Linked DNA regions of Mus musculus: region 2 is linked to region 1. Evidence: chromatin contacts called from public HiChIP or PLAC-seq data. All regions are on one chromosome and are shown on one strand. The core of a region is the stretch at or near the end of the contact, and the rest is flanking DNA. Distances in the headings are between cores, read along the strand shown. Region 1 has its middle 100 kb from the start of Gm32137. Region 2 overlaps 4930412B13Rik (RIKEN cDNA 4930412B13 gene).

Region 1 (7,236 bases), core at 1,465-3,964:
GGTAAAATGTGGTCACTCTCCCCGCAGAAGAAATGAGGTAATCTCTCCAGTTAGCATTGTGGATTATTTAAGAACTGCAGTGCTATTGCATAGTCCACCTGGGGAACACTTTGGGGGGAAAGCATAGGATGGCCTGGGCTAGGCTAGGCCTCCAAGGTTCATATGATGCTGATTAGTGCTTTCTATGCATTAAGGATACTGGAGCCTAAAGCATCTGTGTTGGCCGATCCATTAACACATACTCACCGGCCTCCTATGGTCTGAGTGTGGAGGAAGTCAGAACTTGAAAAGATCTTAGAATCTGCTCCAGCTGGTTGTAAAACTCGTTTAAATCACAGAATGTGAAAAAAGAATGTTCAGTATTTAAAAAAAACAAAAAAGAGGAGCGTGTTCCACATTCCTGCAGGCCGTCTCTCATTCCCAAGGCCTTTTCTTTCTCTCAGTGGCATTTTAAAGACTTTTCTGTTGTTGGAATCCGGTTGAAATTATCAATATGTTTTTGATTCCCTGTCTTGAAAGCACACAGAAATGGCCAATTTAAATGAAAGCTGTCACCCCCTGTAGAGTCTCTTCCCCAGCTGCCATCACCCCCACCCTGCTTACATCTTCTTAAGTCACTGGGATGGCTAGGCTTGAGGCCTGGGAGTGGAAAGGATTCTCCCCAGGAGAAGCTTGCTTCTGTGACTGCTAATTAGCTGCAGGCGGCCAAGGTTCAGAGGGTTCAGGACTACAAATGCAGACATTTCTCTTGCGTTTTATAGTGCCATAATTGTAAGACCTCAAAGGTAATTTGTTATAAGGCTCTATGGATCTGGATGGCCTAAGTTCCCTTTCCTTCAGTACAAGAAATGTCAAAGTAGAATGGTTGTCAAGTTCACTCACCAGAAGGCATAAGAAATCCAAAGCCTTAATTTCCTTTTCTACACAGTAGGCTTTATAGCACCTAACTTTACAGGATTGTCATAAGACTTAATTAAAATCGGACACAGGCTTCAGTGAGGACCAGAGAGGGAAAGGCTTGCCCATATTGACAGATTCAATCAAGCGAGCGAGGCCAGTGTGGTGATCAAATGCACAGAGGACAGAGAGTGTTGGCTGAAGCATATGCTGGGTGCCCACCTGTAGCGCATGTTTTCCTCTGTAATTTCTGATCCATCATTTTCTCTTTGTCTTTAAAAGCATCTCCTGGAAGAGAGGCAGTTTGGCAAGAAGGAAAGCAGGCCTGCTTCTTCTCTCTTCCTTTCGCCTTCTCCTTTTTGGAAACACATAACTCAAAGCAGGTTGACTACATAGCAGATCCAGTTTGTTTTAAACTCTAGTTTCAGAAGCAAATTCTTTCAGTGAATCTAAATTGAGTCCACAAAAATGGCCGGGATGGCTTGTGGACTGGGATATAAGCTCTAAGATGTGACCCCTGTCTCGTTAAAGTTGAGAATATTGAAGCCACGGTGATGGGTAACTTGTCCAGGATCTCACTGCCTCATGACCTACCTTTATTGACAAAGTGTCAGGAAAAGAAGCCAGGAATGACTAGTCAGCTGGCACTGGTCTTCTGATGGGTTGGGCAAGGAAAGGCGTGGGGTCAGGTTAGTGTCACACAGGCTGCCCAGAGGTAGAGAGAAACAGTGACAGCCAAGCTCTAGCTTACAGCAGTGACTCCAAACTAAGACCCAACACTGGATGGACAGCAAGTGACACTGAGAGCAGCTGGTATGCAAGGTGATAAAATCAAATAGGAGTTCCATGAAATGAACAGAGCACCTGGATCCTTGAATGGCTCCCCTTGTAGGAGATGTCTTCACAATCCATCCCATCCACTTTTCCCTGTCTGCCCATGACTCACTCAATGCAACCACATCCAGCACTTTTTATCCACACCCATGGTCTCGGGTGTTCATCAGACTTTTTGACTCTCTTCAGAAGCCCGTGTCCCTTCCTAGCCCCCTTCTTTTCAGTCCAACAGAATTCTACGTATTCTTCAAAGAGCTCTTCAGTCTCACTGCTGCCTCAGAGCCTTCCGTGTACCCTTGCTGGAAGCATTCTTTCCCTTCCCTGGCCTTTCGTAGCCCCATGGCTGCTCCTGTCTCCCAAGCATCAGCATCCTTGTGCATTCTATGCACAGCTATAGTTGCATTGCCTCCTCTCTCTGGCACGGTCATCCTGTCTGCCCTGTGGACCTCGCTTTCGTGTCTCACGCAGGTGCTGAGAAAATAGTTTCCAAGGGAATGATGATCTGAGAGGGGTCCACATGACAATGGCTCCATTGTATTTGCCTTTAGCAAGATTCCTTGATGGGGTGTCATGTTCTCCCAGTATGGAAAGAGACAGAGGTGTTGGAAGTATTTAGGAATGATATATAGAAATGGAGAGTACCTTTTTGAAAATGGGCCAAAGTCAATTTAAAGAAAAAGAAAAACAAAACTGAAGACATTTGTAGAGAAACTAGGCACACTTGTGAACCAGTCTGCAAACATGCAGAGGGCTTTCCCCCAGAGTACTGGAAGTAGTTAGTTTCCATTCCTGATCAAAACACATCAGTAGAAAATTAGCCTAAACAGAAGTATCACTGAGATCACACAGAAGGAAAATATTTCAGAGAGGAGGTGATTCAACACTCAGATGATTTACCAGCGGGAATGTAGACTTTAGCTCTGAATCCAGAAGACTATTAAAGCTCAGACTCCTGAGTGCCAAGGCCAGGTGAGTGACTCCTTCTGGAATGAAAGCCATGCATGAATTTGACAATCTCATCTCTCACACCTCCCTGTGCTGGCTAGGTGTCCTCCTTACATGCCACCAGAAGCCGATCCTACGATTTCCCAGCAGGTGGCGACAATACATAGAAAATTCTGATCACGACAAAGGAGAAAGAAAAGTTTGAAAAGGGCTGCGATTTCTTGAGGATATTAGAGACCCATGCTAGGTCTGTAAAAATCTATTAAGTTCTCCAGAAAACCTGAAAGTCTCTATCAATTTGCCTCACATATTCATCTCCTCTGTTCATTGGAGCTCATTGGAATAAAACAAGACAGTGTGTTTGGCTGTTTGTAAATACAACCTTCCCAACAGGGTATTTGCATTTGCAGAACATAGCCATTTGAAGAACATCTTCTGTGTCTGTGTTCAGAGAAAAGAATGGGAATGCAATTCTTTCAGAGTTACTTTGAAGACCTTATTGGATCTCTCTCTCTCTCTCTCTCTCTCTCTCTCTCTCTTCCCCCCCCCCCCCCGTGTGTGTGTGTGTGTGTGTGTGTGTGCCAATGAGAGATGCTGTCAAAAAAAAAGGGGGATAGGAATTGTTAAGGATGTCCTAAGGATGTTGTTTCTTAAAGACTGTCTCCTAAGTTCAGTAAGTATTGCACACACATTCATGTGCACCCACCAACACGTGTGCACCCCCACCTAAACAAGCACATATATTCTCACACACATAAAAATAACACCTTATTAGTAAAAACAGAGGCAGAATAATGTAAAAGAACAGTGACTCCTCTAAAGATGCACACATATTTAGAGGTCGGCGAGCCTGTGTGTTCTCTAGCTTCCTTCTGAGGAAGACTGCTGCTGCAGGATGCTAGGACCATCAAGTGTCCCTGTGAGTCATTCAAGGGAGCTGGCTCTGCTGACATGCAACAGGCCAACAGGCCAGAGCCTTGTGACTCAGCCCGGAGGCAGCCTCTGGATGAGGATGCATGAGGGTAGCCCATGCCTATCAAGTAATAACCAGGAAGGATGCTGTATATTATGTACCAACAACAGATTCCCTCTCAGGGATACTTCCCATTGAGATCCCCGCAGTGGCCCACTGGACAGTTGCTGCAGCACCATTAAGAGATAAGCTCTGCTTTTTAACCCATTCATGAGTTTTGTTTGTTTTGCTTTTGTTTTCTGGGCCCCGGAGTACTCTGGGCCGCTGAGGTTTACTTCTTTTTCTTGCTTCCCTAGTTAACATTTAGATCCTTGTATTCCTTGGATGGTGCAGGATCATGCCTCCTAAGTGATTTATCAGTGCATATAATATGCATCTTCTCCCCTGCTCTCAGGTGGCTGCATCCGTGGGACTTGCATCTGTGATGTATGGACAGGATGTGACCAACACAGGCTCTTCAGTGGAAAGAAAACTGCTCACTTTCCACAGAGAGGTGGAGAGACTTTCCATTAGCCTTTCTGTCTATCTAGAGTTTTTTTCTCCATTTCCCATGTGCTTCATGACCTCTAGGTTGTTTTGCTTGTTTAGTTGGTTGCGTTTACAAGTCAGTCCTAAGGTCCATTCTATCATGACATCCTTTGGATTAGGATCATAACAACGTGAAATTTTATTATGTGCCTGCAGTAAAGATTTCCCACTAGGTCCCACCAATGAAAACCTGTAGTACAGTTCCCAGTATGAGAAGTGGTTGTCTTTCTGTAAAAAAGATAAAGGATTTAAAACTCTGTGGTTGAATCAAGATAGAGGTGGGACGATGGAAGGCAGCCAGGGGTGGATATCCTCACTGGAGTGCTGGCTCTGAAAGCGCATGCTTTCTTTGGGATTATTTCAGTTGTCAAGCGCAGCAGGCTTGACATCAATACACAGCGGGCCATGGATTATGGCTGTCTCTAATGACCATGTCACAGTGTGTTTGTTGTTCTGGATGTTAATATATAGAGCAAATGACAGCTCTTTAATTGAAGGTTGGAAGTGCCCCTTGCTAAGGCGCCTGGGTGACACATCCTTAACCACTGAAGTGAAACCCAAGACACTTGCTGGCTACGAAATGATACCCTGGAAGTCCTCTTCCTATTTGTGTATGTGCTTGGGAGGGAACATGAGCCCAGCAGCGGGCCTGCACCTCACTGGCAGCTCTTGATTTTTACCAGAGGGTGGCATCATTGGGGAACTAGCAAGGGTATATCAGTTCCATAGGAAATCCCAGCTAACCAGAGCTTTAGTGGAACATGGAACATGGCAACACAGGGTGTTTGAGGCCAGAAGAAAGGGATCAGGTCTTGTACTTTCTTTACAAAAAGTTGAATTGTCTTTTCAAGGTTCTGGAGGTCAGAGGGACAAAGTGGGTTACCCTGGAGTAAAATCAAGCATTCATTCTGGGTGGTCTGGTGGGAGTATATTTCTTCTATTTTTCTAGTTTCTAGAAGCTTCTTATGTTCTGTGACTTGGGAACCCTTTTCATCTGTTCTCTGTTTTCTATCGACTGGTTTTCTTGTTTCATTCTCTCAACTTTGGAAATCTCTGTGATTGTATTGGCTCTTTAATCTCTTCATACCCAAATCATCTGATAAGCCATCTTAATTCTATCTACTTTCTTTAATTCCCTCCTCTCACTACCATTCAGCAAAGATACCATTCACACTGGGTCTATGAATAAAAACGTGGGCATCTTTGGGATGGAGACATTATTCTTCTTACCTGGAAGGTACTAGATTAGGAAGGCTCTGTGGAATACTCATAGATGAGATAAGACTGTTGTAGTCTAAACCTTGGAGAAAAGGACTATGGGTGGGAGAGTTACGTAAGACAAAGGCTGTTCCAGAGGTCTTAAAAGCAAAATTCTTAATCAAACCAAGATTGTCTTTTGCTAAGAGCACATGTTTTGGGCTAGGCAGAACATAGGGTCCAATGTGAAGTTTATCACTGAGTGGATATAAGATTATAAATAGAGCACTCAATGATGCTGTTCCTTTTAACGTGAAGTAGAGGTAACTATGTATAATGATACTTGTTGTAGTAAATCTCTAACCCCAATATGCCCCTGCACAAACACAAAATTCAGTTACAATAGTTATAACCTGAAGGTCTAGATGGGGCAGATTCTCCACTACACTACTCTATTTCCCAGCTTGCTGGGATCCACGTTCCTCTCGGCTTCTCTGGGCTGTGTGGTTCTGTTCCATCTTCATCTCACTTCATCTTCCTCTGTCTTCCTCCTCCTCCTTCCTCTCTTCCCCTACTTTCTAAAACCTCCAGCCCAACTTTTTCCTCCCAGCTAAGATGGGCAGAAGGTTCACATGAAATCACCTGAGTACCTGACTCACTCCTCTTCCGGGCAGCCAGCCCCTCTTGAGGAAGCAGAATTAACATCAGAATACAAACAGCACCAGGGCAACCCACAACAGAGACTGATTTTTGTCAATGTGGCAGAGTATAGAAAAGACACAACTTTTAAGGTTGCAGTAAGTTGGGGCTCAGGATTTCAGAAGAATTAGGACTGAACATGGCCCTGGAGGGAGACAGTGCAGGGGAGACTAGGGACTCTGGGTGACTGATAAGGAGCTTAGATCAAACCAAGTCTGGTCTAGAAAGAGAGCTGAGACCTTGGAGTTTGATGCCAGCCTATCTCATGTCTGCTTTCTTTTTCTTACATTATCATTGCCACATTTGAACACCACTCCACAGTCCTGCAGAGGAAGCACCTTCTATTCTTGCCTCTCTGAAGTCTTAAGTACTGCTGAGTGAGTGAGTGAGTGAGTGAGTGAGTGAGTGAGTGAGTGAGTGAGGTTGGGTAACACAGAACAGATCTCCATTTCAGCACATTTGAAATATAGCTTTCATTCAGGAATGGTACCTTATGTGAATTCCTTTTCCTAGGCCGCTGATGTACTGGCTCCTAAAGGGATCTTGTATAGCTCATCTCCTTGCTTCTTTTATTTTATTTTTTGTAACATTTTTTATTAGATATTTTCCTCGTTTACATTTCCAGTGCTATCCCAAAAGTCCCCCATACCCACCCCTACAATCCCCTACCCACCCACTCCCCCTTTTTGTCCCTGGCGTTCCCCTGTACTGGGGCATATAAAGTTTGCAAGTCCAATGGGCCTCTTTGCAGTGATGGCCGACTAGGCCATCTTTTGATACATATGCAGCTAGAGACAAGAGCTCTGGGGTACTGGTTAGTTCATATTGTTGTTCCACCTATAGGGTTGCAGTTCCCTTTAGCTCCTTGGATACTTTCTCTAGCTCCTCCATTGGGGGCCCTGTGACCCATCCAATAGCTGACTGTGATCATCCACTTCTGTGTTTGCTAGGCCACCGCATAGTCTCACAAGAGACAGCTATATCTGGGTCCATCTTGCTTCTACTCAGACCATTTTACCTGCCTAGCAAGATTTTCTAATGCCAGTCTAGTGTCCACATTTTACATGATATTTAAATTTAATTACCCATGAGGTGCCTTTTCTAATCGTTTTAGATTCATCAATCTTTCCATTCTCTGAACCTCAAAGCCTTGTCATATGTAC
Region 2 (7,236 bases), core at 1,618-4,117, 340 kb after region 1:
GTACGCCCCAGTCATGGGGCAATAGATTCAAAAGCAAGCTCCCCTGCGGTTAACTACCTATCTATCACGGCTTCTTTTTAAATTTTGTTTATTTATTCTTCTCACACATATTAGATCCTGACAACAGTTTCCCCTCCCTCTTCTCCCCCTATTTTTTTTCCTCCCCCCTCCCCATCCACTCTTCCTTCATTCATTTCAGAAAATGGCAGGCCTCCCAGGGCCATCAACCAAACATGGCATATCAAGTTATAATATGACTAGGCACATCCTGTCATATCAAGGCTGGACAAGACAACTCAATATGAGGATAAGGGGCCCCAAAGCAGACAAAGTGTCAAAAATATCCCCACTCCCACTGTTAGTAGTTCCACAAGAACACCAAGCTACACAATCATAACATATATGCACAGCCAAACCCTAGGCAGAGATCAAGGAGTCTTGTAGAAGAGGGGGAGGAAGGATTGTAGGAGCCAGAGGGTTCAAGGATACTACAAGAAAATGACCCATAGAATCAACTATTACAACGTCTTATTGTTTAAAAAAAAAAGCTTCATTTGTAGTGAAGGGTATATGGGCAACAGAGCTCTAGCAAATGTGAGCAGAATCCACTCTGTATGTCTCACTAACTCTGGAGCTATGACCAGTGTCTTTGCCTTCTCTAGCTTCTGTCAAAATATATCTGCTTTGACAAGATCTCTCAACATCATAAAAACAGCTGCAAATCTCCTAACATTTTTAATATAAGAGAAATTTGGCAAAAGTGATCACTTCAGGGTCTGGAAACAAAATAGAGAGAGAGATCAGAGGGAAGTGTTTATCCATGAACAACTGATAACCAAGTAAGTGGGGTCCGTGAGCCCAGCCTGGGCTGCTCCCATCATCCTCAAGCTCCGGTATTGGTGAGCCGTCAACCACCTCTAGGTTATGGCTAGAGGAGCTCACCATGCCTACCATTTTTGTTAGGTTGTCAATAAAGATATTAAGTCTGGCAGGAAAAAATATATTGGGGATTCTCCTATGTGTTATATAGTCTGAGGATATAGCGAAAGCCAGATTGTACAGCAGAAAGACAGGCTACTCAGATACTATTCATGGAAATTCTAGAAATGAGAGAGCTAGACGGCTCAAATGAGGCCCCTCGATGGCTCTGACACGGCATACTCTCACAGGGGAGACCCACGAGAGAGCAGTAGAACATAAAACCCAGGATACATTTGAAACCTGCTTGAACTTTGAACTCGTGCCTGGGGTACAGCCAGACTTGGAGGCTGCACTGGAGATGTGTGAGCACCTCCTCAGCTCCCTCACTGGCTGACTGCCAAGCTATGCAGACCCAGGGCTACCCAGGGCTACCCACTGAAGATGGGCTGTCAAGAGGAAAGTAAGAATGAAAGCAAAGCATAACATAACATTCTCCATATCACAGGGACACCAGCCGTGCAGACAGACTCTGAGCAATTAGTCAAAACAACAGTAACAGAAACATTAGCAACAAAACAAAAAACCAAACAAACAAACAAAAAACCTGTGAGCCCTGTTGTTGAATTTAATAACATGAGGATTACCCAAGACAGAGCTGAAAGAAAAATGATTGAAAGAAGTCTCTGGGAACGCCACACCCGATCATTATGTATGCTCACAGAGCCTCAGAGAAAGACAGAAAGAAAATTGAAGGGAGTGGTGAAGAACCAAACATCACATGTGCTGATAAGTTCCAAAAAATCTCAAGAAAGCAAATACCCAGAAAACAATTCAATGAACCAGACAAACCAGCAATAAATGATGGCTGGCTTTACAGAGAGCAGTGGACTCTCCCCTAGACATGAAGCCCTCCATCCTAGAAGGTTACAGATCCAATGAAGTTCTTTGTATTCTGTAGGTTGGGCCCTCAGACATCAATTAACCAACTCTTCCTAGGCATGCCCAGGCACCAACGTTATCTAGGCAGTTCTTCAACGAATGGTCTTCTCTCAGATGATTCTAGATTGTATCAAGCCAAGCCAGGAGAGGAAGCATTTAAGGCAAAAATTAAAAGTAAAAGCAAAAGCCTTGGTTTTGGAGGTCTGTAACCTGTGCAGTAGCAAATGATACAAAAGTAACCGTCAAAACGACAAGGAAGATACCTGGCAGTGTGCTGTGGTGGGCCCCTTGCATTCCACATGGAGTAGTACTGTGTTCAAGTGAATATGGACGAGTTTGCAGAGCAATTACTGAAGGGGAAAGGAAAAGAATAAAAGCTGAAGGCAAAAGGCTTGAAACTAAGGCATTAAAATGCATATGCTGGGCAAAGGATGCATTTAAGCTGTATAAAGAGTGTCTATGGGCCTGGAGAGATGGTTAAGGACAGTTGCAAAGGATATGGGTTGGGTTCCCAGCATCCACATGGAAACTTACAACCAGCTGTCACTCTAGTTCCAGGGGACTGGATGCCCACTTCTGATTTCTGCAGTTACTAGGCATTCACACGCTACACTAACATACATGTAGGGTAATATGTAATTTTTAAACACATATTTTAAAACAATTTAATATATTATATATACTTTTAAAATATGAAAACAGAACTGCAATAAAGTAGGCTGATACTCGTACATTTCTGGTTAATATTCTCCTGTGTTAGTTGTTGTTATCAAGTTTTATATGAATAAATGGTCATTTTACTTCATAAGTACATGTAATTTTGTATATAATCAAAACACTGATAAATTAAGACTGTTTTAAAGACCCAGTGTAAAGGGACAAACATCTTAGCTATTTCACCAAAGACGACATAAAGATGCTTGACACTGTTACTCATCGGGGGTGTGCAGAGGCAAAGCTCAGACAGACACCACACAACACCCCCTAGTGTGGTTAAAATGAAAACGACAACTGTTAGTCATGATCTTACCATTCCTCTCCTCAGAGATCACCCCCAGAGAAATGAAAACACATGTCCCCAAGCACTGTGCCCAGGAATGCTCATTATGGCTTTATTCAGAGCAGCTCTAACAAAAAGCACTGTGGTGTCTCTCAGGAAAATGGACAAACAAACCATGGCATCTTTCTGCAATGCAATGTGACTCAACAAAAAGAAGAGGATCAAATGCTGAAACAAGCAAGAGCATGCGTGGATCCCTACAGATGCGTGTCAGATGGGGAGGATCGTGAGACACCAGGCAGCTGTGTGAGCATCAGTGACAGAAAAATGAGCAAAGCTAATGAGGGTGCAAGGAAGTCAAAATGAGGCTGACTTTATGCAGTGACACTGACTATGTGAGAACCATCTAGGATAGAGAAATATCTGTGTTCATATGTTATATCTTAATCAAAATGTACAGTTTACAATGTAAGATCTATACATTTTACTGCAATTTCATTTATGTAAAGAAATTTTAAATACTTCAGTAAAACACACCATAGGCACAAACTAACTCTCTCTCTCTCTCTCTCTGTCTCTCTCTCTCTCTCTGTCTCTCTCTCTCACACACACACACACACACACACACACACACACACACATCCATATGCCTTCTTTTTCAGCTCATTGGCTGTGACTGCCCTCCAAAGGTGTATAGACAGGATGATATACATTGGGTGTCATGAATTCTGCTCAGGTCCCAGCCGTGAGCAAGACTTTTAATTCCAGTTTGTGGTCATCCCCAAACTGATGAAACAAGAGGATTTCCCAAGCGAAACTGAGCAGCTGGCTTTGTGGTCAACCCATCACCAGCTGCCATGTTGACAGGTGTCTGACCCAGCCCAAGGAAGAAAAGATACCCACTATTGAGCCAATGTATTTTCTGGCCTGATCCATCATTTAATACATGACATATCACTGGGATACATAAGCATGAATTACAAATCAACAGACTGTTTATTTGAGGAAGAAGAATTACATTTAGGGGTGGCATGCTCTGAGTTAAAGAGGGGGTTTTGCTCACCAGTGTCTACTCAACTTTCCTAAAAATGGTTCCTCTCCCCCATCCGCAGCTCCCTCTCATCAGATCCAGTACTTAGGTTCCTGGGGACTTCAGAAACTAGCAACAACTGTGAAATGACACATATTTAATGACTAAAAACCATTCATCTAAAACCCAAAGCTTTTTTGAAGAATTTGAAACAACCTTTGCTGGCATGCTGAAAGGTTCAGGGGTCAGCACGGAGCATGGCAAGGACACAGTCATGGTCACAATGAAGGACACATTTGAGCAGTTTTCAGAGAACTCATAAAAGATGAGTGCCCGAAACCCCAGTATAAAGAGAGAAAGTCAACTACAGCCTTCCCTTTGTAAATCCAATCTCTATGTAAGGTATTGCTCAATCATAGCTTTGTTTTTGTTTGTTTGTTCTCTTGTTTGTTTGTTGAGTTTCTAACAGAGCCCCCTTTGGCCTGGAACTTATTATGTAGGTCAGGCTGACCTTGAGCAAACAGAGATCCTCCTGCCTCAGCCTTTCAAGTGCTGGGATTAAAGATGATTACCACCAAGCCTGTTGGGATAGCTCTTAAATGGAGGTTAAAGAACCTCAGGTTACTGGGTTAAAGAATTCTGCCTTTAAGGTAAGAATGAGTAGGAAAAATTAAGTCCAAGTTAAGAACATGAACTAAGGAGCTGGAGAGATGACTTAGTACTTAGCACATATAGCACTTGCAGAGGACCTGCATTGGGTTCCCACCACTCACACTAGTCAGCTCACAACTGCCTGTAACTCCAGCTCCAGGAGATCTCATGGCCACGTTCAGCCTCTGCAGGCACACACACTCACCGCCCCCCCCGCCCCCCCCCACCACCACCACCATCACCACCATAGCCTCACAGAGATAAACACATATACATGTTATTTTAAGAGCATGGGCTAAAAGTCTGACATATCTAAGCTCAAAGTCCACCTCTGCTCCAAAGTTGTAACCGGGCTCTGCATTTGCAGGGAGTGGTCCCATTTCCCTGTATTCATTTCTTGATCTGCAAAATGATAGAACTAGGAAATCTCACAAGGCTCATGTCAACATTCTACTTGAAGATATGCAGAAAATGCTAACAGGAAAATAATAACTTTTCAGTAAATGATCTCACGGCGTCTTGTCTCAATCCTCACAAACACCAAAGTAGTTTAGGGACACAATTTAATTAATGTACAGGTTTGATCCCAAAGACAACTTTTACGTGACTGTCCTTTTTATATCACACCTGCAGTAGGTTGTTTAGGTAAGAGAATCATTCTCTAGATATATTGTAAAAGTATCCACGCTCTAGTTTCTTTTCTTTGTTGTTGTGATAAAACACCCAGGCCAAACTTACATTCAGGGTGAAAGGAACCCAGAGGCAGGAGATGATACAAAGGGTGAGGAGAAACACAGCTTACTGGCTTCCTTCGGCTGCATTTCTTATAGAACCCTGGTCCACCTACAAGCATCACCTACAGTGGATGGAGCCCTCCAACATCAACTAGCAGTCAAGAAAATGCCCCACGGCCCAATCTCAACTGACATTCTTTTTTGTCTTTTTTTTTTCTTTTTTTCTTTTTTTTTTTTTTGGTTTTTCGAGACAGGGTCTCTCTTCCTGAGTATAACAAGTTGGCAAGTGAGACTAGCCATCAAATATTCTTTGTAACTTTTATAATTATCACTCCATGACATGGAGTATTTCTAATGCACTAAAAATCCCCTTTTGATTGCAATATCCTCCATTTGAGGGAAGTGACAAAGGCAGGTGACAGCAAATCATTCTGCTGTGTACCCCACTGAGAAACCTCTGGAAAACTTGCCTCCATGGATTGTTTGGACTCCTCGCGAGCTTATTTGGTTTTCTTTTCATCAACTATGGAGAAGAGCTGTGGCAGATGGCAAGAAACTCTTTAAAAGTCCTGACACATACCCAAGATATAAGATACAATTTGCTAAACACATGAAGCTCAAGAAAAATGAAGACTGAAGTGTGGACACTATGCCCCTCCTTAGAAGTGGGAACAAAACACCCATGGAAGGAGTTACAGAGACAAAGTCTGGAGCTGAGACGAAAGGATGGACCATGTAGAGACTGCCATATCCAGCGATCCACCCCATAATCAGCATCCAAACACTGACACCATTACATACACTAGCAAGATTTTATCGAAAGGACCCAGATGTAGCTGTCTCTTGTGAGACTATGCCGGGGCCTAGCAAACACAGAAGTGGATGCTTACAGTCAGCTAATGGATGGATCACAGGGCTCCCAATGGAGGAGCTAGAGAAAGTACCCAAGGAGCTAAAGGGATCTGCAACCCTATAGGTGGATCAACATTATGAACTAACCAGTACCCTGGAGCTCTTGACTCTAGCTGCATATGTATCAAAAGATGGCCTAGTCGGCCATCACTGGAAAGAGAGGCCCACTGGACACGCAAACTTTATATGCCCCAGTACAGGGGAACGCCAGGGCCAAAAAGGGGGAGTGGGTGGGTAGGGGAGTGGGGGTGGGTGGGTATGGGGGACTTTTGGTATAGCATTGGAAATGTAAATGAGCTAAATACCTAATAAAAAATGGAAAAAAAAAAAAGAAAAAAGAAGAAGAAGAAAAAAAAGTCCTGACACAACATGATGATTCAATTGCTTTCTAAATAGTCCAGTTGTTGATCAGGTGACCCAGGGAGCAGACTGGGGCTCTGAGGTTGCTGAAGTAGCTGTATGGAGAACAGCTTTGAGGACTGGGAAAGAGATGGGAACATGGGCAGGGCCAGAAAGATACTTCAGGGTAGTCTTGTCCGGAAGCACATGGGTCCCTCCTGGGTATGGATGCACCCTGGGAAATGGGAGTGCTCTCCAGAAAGGCAGAGCTAATGTGATCCACTGAGAGTGTCCCAGCGGGTGGCTCCATCTAAAAGTCCTGAAGGGAGGACTTCCAGGTGTCTCAGTACTGACCCCACTTTAGTCTCAGATGACTGCATAGCCACAGCTGCCTGTTTATAAACACACTGCTCATTGACATAAACAGCCTGACTGTTTCCATAAATACCAAGCTTCCCTAAAGGAACGTTTGCTTCTGATTCTGTTGTGTTTTTATTTTATTTTGTTTTTAATGATATTGTCACCTCTGAAAGATCTGAGCTTCTATTCTCTAGTTAGATCTGCATTGGTATCATTTAAAACTTACCTGAGACACAGTTCTGTATCTGAGGGAGAAAGCTCTCTATATTTAGGCAGAACCCTGATCTTCCTATGTCTGGAAAAAACCTCTCTTCATTTGAGAGAGGGCTTCCTGAAGCTGAGAACCTGAG

Evidence for each region. HiChIP or PLAC-seq counts read pairs in DNA pulled down with a chosen protein or histone mark.
Region 2: a contact with region 1 is called in a CTCF HiChIP or PLAC-seq map of the NIH/3T3 cell line, with 14 read pairs. The contact joins two enhancer-like sites. A contact is called at or near these places in 2 of 15 datasets of contacts at CTCF or cohesin (both in the NIH/3T3 cell line), 16 of 484 Hi-C or Micro-C datasets (the C2C12 cell line, adipose-derived mesenchymal stem cells, embryonic fibroblasts and 4 more) and 3 of 115 datasets of contacts at active chromatin or transcription factors (the NIH/3T3 cell line, embryonic fibroblasts and pancreatic cancer cells).

What each region holds. Positions count from the first base shown.
Region 1 is chr2:117,538,862-117,546,097 of GRCm38.p6, forward strand. No RefSeq gene overlaps it. Among named protein-coding and RNA genes, the nearest start is that of Gm32137, 100 kb to the left of the region's middle. Within about 2 kb of position 2,715, at least 38 of the 459 cell types and tissues checked have an H3K27ac peak or open chromatin away from gene starts, as enhancers often do. A contact at or near this core is called in the C2C12 cell line, the NIH/3T3 cell line, embryonic fibroblasts and 2 more, where this site is marked.
Region 2 is chr2:117,879,409-117,886,644 of GRCm38.p6, forward strand. All of the region lies in intron 3 of 4930412B13Rik (RIKEN cDNA 4930412B13 gene), which reads left to right. The region is part of intron 8 of Gm13986 (predicted gene 13986); the gene reads right to left. Among named protein-coding and RNA genes, the nearest start is that of 4930412B13Rik, 61 kb to the left of the region's middle. Within about 2 kb of position 2,868, at least 38 of the 459 cell types and tissues checked have an H3K27ac peak or open chromatin away from gene starts, as enhancers often do. A contact at or near this core is called in the C2C12 cell line, the NIH/3T3 cell line, embryonic fibroblasts and 2 more, where this site is marked.